Regions from separate parts of the Mus musculus genome. Here region 2 is linked to region 1. A link is a contact called in public HiChIP or PLAC-seq data. All regions are on one chromosome and are shown on one strand. Each heading gives the region's core, a stretch centred on a gene start, on an enhancer-like site or on the middle of the called end of the contact. The rest is flanking DNA. Distances are from core to core; before and after follow the strand shown.

What was found. HiChIP or PLAC-seq counts read pairs in DNA pulled down with a chosen protein or histone mark.
Region 2: a contact with region 1 is called in an H3K27ac HiChIP or PLAC-seq map of extraembryonic endoderm stem cells. The contact joins two enhancer-like sites. A contact is called at or near these places in 1 of 484 Hi-C or Micro-C datasets (embryonic stem cells) and 1 of 115 datasets of contacts at active chromatin or transcription factors (extraembryonic endoderm stem cells).

Annotation. Positions count from the first base shown.
Region 1 is chr14:63,834,815-63,837,577 of GRCm38.p6, forward strand. It overlaps a transcript of Xkr6 not described here. Among named protein-coding and RNA genes, the nearest start is that of Gm41175, 10 kb to the left of the region's middle. Within about 2 kb of position 1,372, at least 1 of the 459 cell types and tissues checked has an H3K27ac peak or open chromatin away from gene starts, as enhancers often do. A contact at or near this core is called in extraembryonic endoderm stem cells, where this site is marked.
Region 2 is chr14:64,348,887-64,351,649 of GRCm38.p6, forward strand. The region is part of intron 1 of Msra (methionine sulfoxide reductase A); the gene reads right to left. Among named protein-coding and RNA genes, the nearest start is that of Gm52131, 37 kb to the left of the region's middle. Within about 2 kb of position 1,350, at least 26 of the 459 cell types and tissues checked have an H3K27ac peak or open chromatin away from gene starts, as enhancers often do. A contact at or near this core is called in extraembryonic endoderm stem cells, where this site is marked.

The DNA.
Region 1 (2,763 bases), core at 122-2,621:
TGCTGGTGTGTGTGTGTGTGTGTGTGTGTGTGTGTGTACTGTATATGCGTTTCTGTGTATGATGTGTCTGATGGACAGAGAACAAAATACTGCAAACAGAAATGAACAGAAAATCAAATCAATCTATCAGATGCTATTTCTCAGATGATGTACTCGCTCGCCTTGGTGAGAAGCCACTGTCTCACAGCTATGCAATCTTCCAGTTTCCCTCCACCCCCTTCACCTCAGATTCCAAGCTGTTTTCCATATCCCTCACAGATTGGTTTTTTTTTTTTTTTCTCTTTATCCAAGAACCACAATGACCAATCTCTGGTTCAAGGTGAGCATGCTACAGTGATTCTTTGCCTGAATTTAAGAGCTAACAACCACAACAAAAAGTTTTCTTTGCTTTCATTTGAAATGATTCGATGTACTAATCCTGTTTGGTTCTGTACGCGATCTGATGTGCACTTTGTGTTTCTGTGTTTACAGTTTGTTTTCATCCTCTTTGGTTCGAAATGTTTAATTTCCTTTAGAGACTCTACTTTTCATGGTTTTGGGGATGTATTGACTTAATTCAAGAAAAAAAAATTTGGCTTAAGTGGAGCAATGAGCCTGTGATCTCTGTGGCTGAGGGCAGGGTGGCGGGTAGTGTGCACCAGGAGCTATTACTGTAGCCCTACCAACCTGATCCTGACACAGACCATAGCTTGGAGCTGGTGTGCTCTGGGGAGGATCTGACCTGTTGGATGTTTCCCTTTCTTTATTTGTGGCCATCTATATGGAGTAACCTGTCCCCAGAGGGCCAAGTCGAACCTTCCACCTCAGCTTTTGGCCAGTTTCATCTTTCCCAGATAGATGTCACTGCATACCCACTGACAAACCTCACTTTTCTGTCCCCATCCCCTGCCAACATGGACATCAACTTGCCTCTGTTTTCCCGTTGAAGCTAATATAAGTACAAGGGGACTCTTCAAGGGCCTGAAAGCATAAATGCTCAGGAAGTCAGCCTTTCAGTGTGTGCTGTGTGGTGGAGTGATATTCTAAGTATGCTAGCTTCCAGCTCATTGACAATGTCTGTGAGGCTAATTCAAGTGAACTAACACAGCTTCACAAGGTCTTGAGACGTAGTTATAAGGAAGAAGAGAATCCCCGGGTTCTATAAAGCACAACCTAGGCAGGGAAAGCCCTGCAGGCAGAAGGCAGCTCCTCCCTTATTTAGGCTGAGAATGCACAAGTCTGATTTTTGTTCGTGGTTTACAAATCTTGCACAAGGTGGCTGAGCCATCCAAGACAGTTTTTAACAGACAAATTCAGACACTGCCTAACTGCTGTAGCACAAGCTGCTCCCTCGCTCTAACTGATGGGAACATAGATGGAATTCCTTGAGATAAAGAAGGAGATCATTGCTTGCATGAGAGTAGCATAGTCTTTAGCATTCCTCCTGCCCCCTCCCCCCGCAATCTCCCTATTCTCTTAGTTATCAAGAGATGCTTGAGACATATCCCAGGAACTTCTTACTCTTTCTTTCTTCTTCAGTATCTCTTTGGACATTGTTTTCTGGAGACTTTGAGGCCGCCCACCTATATAAACACCCCTCCCAGAAATCCATGCCAGAATCTAATCCATCTGCAAGGTTTAGACCCCTTTCTCTCTGGACCTATGCTATCCATGTTCAGGCCCAGATATGGCCATTCAGATACAATGTTTCCAGGTCTTCCAAGAAATGCAGGTTTGGGGCAAAATGAAGAGAAGCCAGAGGGAAAAGTATGATGGCTGAGTCAACTCCTAACTCTGGGAAGGGACACATATTCCTGCCTTTGAGGTCTGTGATGGCAGTGATTCTCAGGGACTGTGTCTGTGGGTATCAACTGTTCATGACTATACCCTGGCTGAGGAAGCGCCTGTCAGAATGGGCATGCCTTTCTGTAGTTTGTGGGCTGCCCTATGGTAGAAGTGCCTACCACTAGGTGCCACTTGAGACAGTGCACTCGTGTACATGCCAAGAATGTCGAGGCTGGGGAAGCGTGTGAAGCCCAGAGTGTTCCCAGGATGACTTATCAAGGGAAGGAAGACAATCAGGGGACAGCCAAGCTCTCAAGTTCCCCGTAGCACCAGGAATCATGCTGTCAGAGTAATCCCCATCAGGACCATGGGGCAGTGTTAGCCAATCGTAGCAGGATACTTTTACAAGGTCAGGGATGCTGACTTGACTAAGAGCAAGCAAAGCAAGAGACTGATGCTGCTCCCTCACCTAGCTTGGTCCACCAAAATCTTACAAGGCTAGAAATCTCACTCCATGTTACAGGCCATGAAACAGAGACCCATAATGCCTTGAACAGGGTTCTATGGTCAGTCAGAGGTACAGCTGAGGGACTACACAGTAGATTCTGGTCTGCCTCAAGTGTTCACTCATTTTCAGGCTCTTCCCGTATCATTTTTTTTCTTGTCAAAGCTCACAATGATTAAGTGGCTCACATAGCCTGGTAGAGAGTGAGATGGATACCAAGAAATCTGCCATTTTGTTTCCATCCAACAAACACAGCAGGAGGGCCCCAGGCAGGAATCTGAGAAGGTGTCAACCTGAGGTGGGGATGAGCATAGGGCTGGAGCCATGTCTTCTCCTGTCCTGACATTTCTAGGCAGGTTACTTGCCTCCCAGGAGCTTCTGTTTTCCTGTCTCTAAGAAGCAGAGGTGGGGCTGCAGCCTCTATGAACCATGCAACCAGGTAACACTAGACAGCAGGATGAGCAGTACAGTGCTGGAGAGTCTCATATAATGAA
Region 2 (2,763 bases), core at 100-2,599, 510 kb after region 1:
AGACACCATCAGATGGTACCCAATTCTGGACTTAGGGTGAGGACTACCTTTCAGTTCTCTCTAAGGCACCTCTGACAGCCTGCTCTTGCAGCCTTCATGGACTAAGACATAACCATGCCTCTTGTAAATACTGACAGTGTGTGCCTCATTCCTTTGTGTTTCATTCCCTTTCTTGCCTTATTGTGCTTGCTAGCATCTCTTTCAGGATGCTGCGCAGGGATGGTGAGGATAGATCTCTGCCTGGCCTTTACCTGGTTAAAAAAGACACACCTGTAGGCTCTTTAAGAGCCCCCCCCCCACACACACACAAATATACATTGTAAAAACTCAAATAAAATAAGCAAATGGTGATAGATGCAAGCAGCAATACCATGAGAAACAGAACTAGGCAAGATCAGAAAGTACACATACAGGGTCTCATCACAGCTGCCAAGGCCCCTGGCTGAGACAGCCTCACATTCTGCAGCAATGATGGAGTTGCCAGTTGCCTGCTGGATGAATTCACTGGTTGGTCAGTTAGGCTCATTTGAAAAATGAAAGAACAAGTCAGTTCCCAAGCACAGCCAGAGTCTGCGTTTTACCACCGACAAAACAAAAGCAATTTGAAGTCTTACTAGGATTTTGTTTATTGTATGAGATTGGTGGTGGTGGTGGTGGTATGGTGGTGGTGGTAGTGTGTGTGTGTGTGTGTGTGTGTGTGTGTGTGTGTGTGTGTGTTTGTACATGTGTGGGGATGCACACATCCAATGTTCATGCATGCAAAGCAAAGCACAGAGAAAGATATTGGTGCCTATCACCCTCTGCCTTATTCTCTTCAGACAGGCTCTCCCACTGAAGTGTCCCTTTTCAGCTGGACTGGAGGGCCAATGAGTTCCTGGGATTGGCCTATCTCCACCCCTTAACACTAAAGATATAGTTATGAATGGAATGGCCATGATCAGCTATTTTTCTATGGGTCCTGGGGGCTCAAACTAAGGTCCTCCTGCATGTACCACGGGTGTTCTTACCCACCGATCCATCTCCCAAGTTCCCGACTAGGTTTATACATCAGTCTCCATTTGAATACTTAAAAGATATACCTATCTCTAGCCACTGAGAGAGACAGGGATGAGAAAAATTACATAAATGCCAAAGTACTTAGAACATTCCCTTTTTAGACGCCACCTCTAAAGACCTGTACCTATCACAGAGAGATTAAGAACAGGCAATTCCTCAACATTCTTATCATGAGCACATGCTCTGACATCAGTAAGCATTACCTCAGACTGGAAACAATGTGCTAGGTGGGTTGCTACATACTTGGCATAGCCAAGATGTCATTGTCTTCCATCCAAATGATTTATTCTGGCAAAACCCCAGCTGTTTGTCACTTTCAGGGAGTGTGAGAGTCTCCTGGTTGGGTGGAGAGTGTACTGTGTAAGCCTCAAGACCAGAAAGTGGTAGGCACTGATCCAAGATTTTAAAAGAGTAGTTTCAAATTTCAGCTGAAACCCTTCCTGGCTCTGTGACAGAGAGAATCGCCATGATAGGGGAGCAGGAATCCAGGAAAGTAGCCCTAGGGGCCAATCCCTCAATTGTGTCTAGGGTAGCAGAGATGAAATATAGATTTTAAAAGATGTTAATTCAGGAATACCAGAGTTATGTGCTAGCTTCAGGGAGGTTTAGAAGTACCCAGTCATTGAGCTAGTCAAGGCAATATTAAAATTAGCTGGTGTACTTGCATGTGTGTGTGCATGCATGAGTGCATTTGTGCATGCGTGCATTTGTGTGTTTTTCATTCACAAATCCAGAGAGCTTTTGGGCGGGTGCAGCATTTGGGTGACCCACTGGGAGCCAAAGCAGTTGAACTAATTCGCCACTACAACAAATGAACCAGTCTCCTCCGACCCCTCACAAGGGTTAAAACACAGATTAAGTATTTAATTGATGTTGCCTCTCTCTTTCCTACCTTCCAACAATCATACAGTAAGATTCTCCCCGGTTACTGCAGTGAGCCTCTGTCATGCCCAAAAGACAGCATCACTCAACTATGAATTGAGACAATGATAGCCCTGAAGGTACTGCCTGGAGCAGATGGGGCATGATCGGAATAGTGGGCCAGGGAAAGGCTGCTGGAATAGAGAAAGGGTGTGACCTTTTGGAGGGTGTGGCCACTGGCAGATTTCCTATGCTTCATTGTGGGGCCACACACCCACATATAGATGGGCAGTACTAATGGATTTAGTGGGTTACCAAGAAGGAGGAAGAGGAAGAGGAAGAAGGCAGCATGGAGGCAGATGTATTATGGAGGATAAGGGCTGGGGAGACTGGAAGAGAAAAATGAGAGTGGATATGATTATATGTCATTGTATAAACATATGAAATTCTCAAGAATAAAAAAAATATTGGTTTAAATAACTGTGGTGTCTGTCCCACTGGCACATTCATCATGAAAGTGCAAGGGTAATGCACGTGGATGTAAAGACCTACACGAGGACATCTGAGCTGGCTGTGGACATCATCCCATGAAGTAGAAGACTAGGAACAAAGTAAACAATGCTCTTCGTTATTGCCAAGCTTGGAAATCAAAGCAGATTTACAGAACAGGGACTGTAGGTAAAGTAACAGTAGTTTGCATGCATTTGAGCCTCCTAACCATGCCTCAAGGCTGTCATCTTGACTTTAAAGCACAAGCTCATGATAAAAATATTGGCTGATTCCTTCCATTTTCCTGTGTGCGTGTGCTGTGCGTGTGTGTGCACATTCATGGTATATATGTGTGCA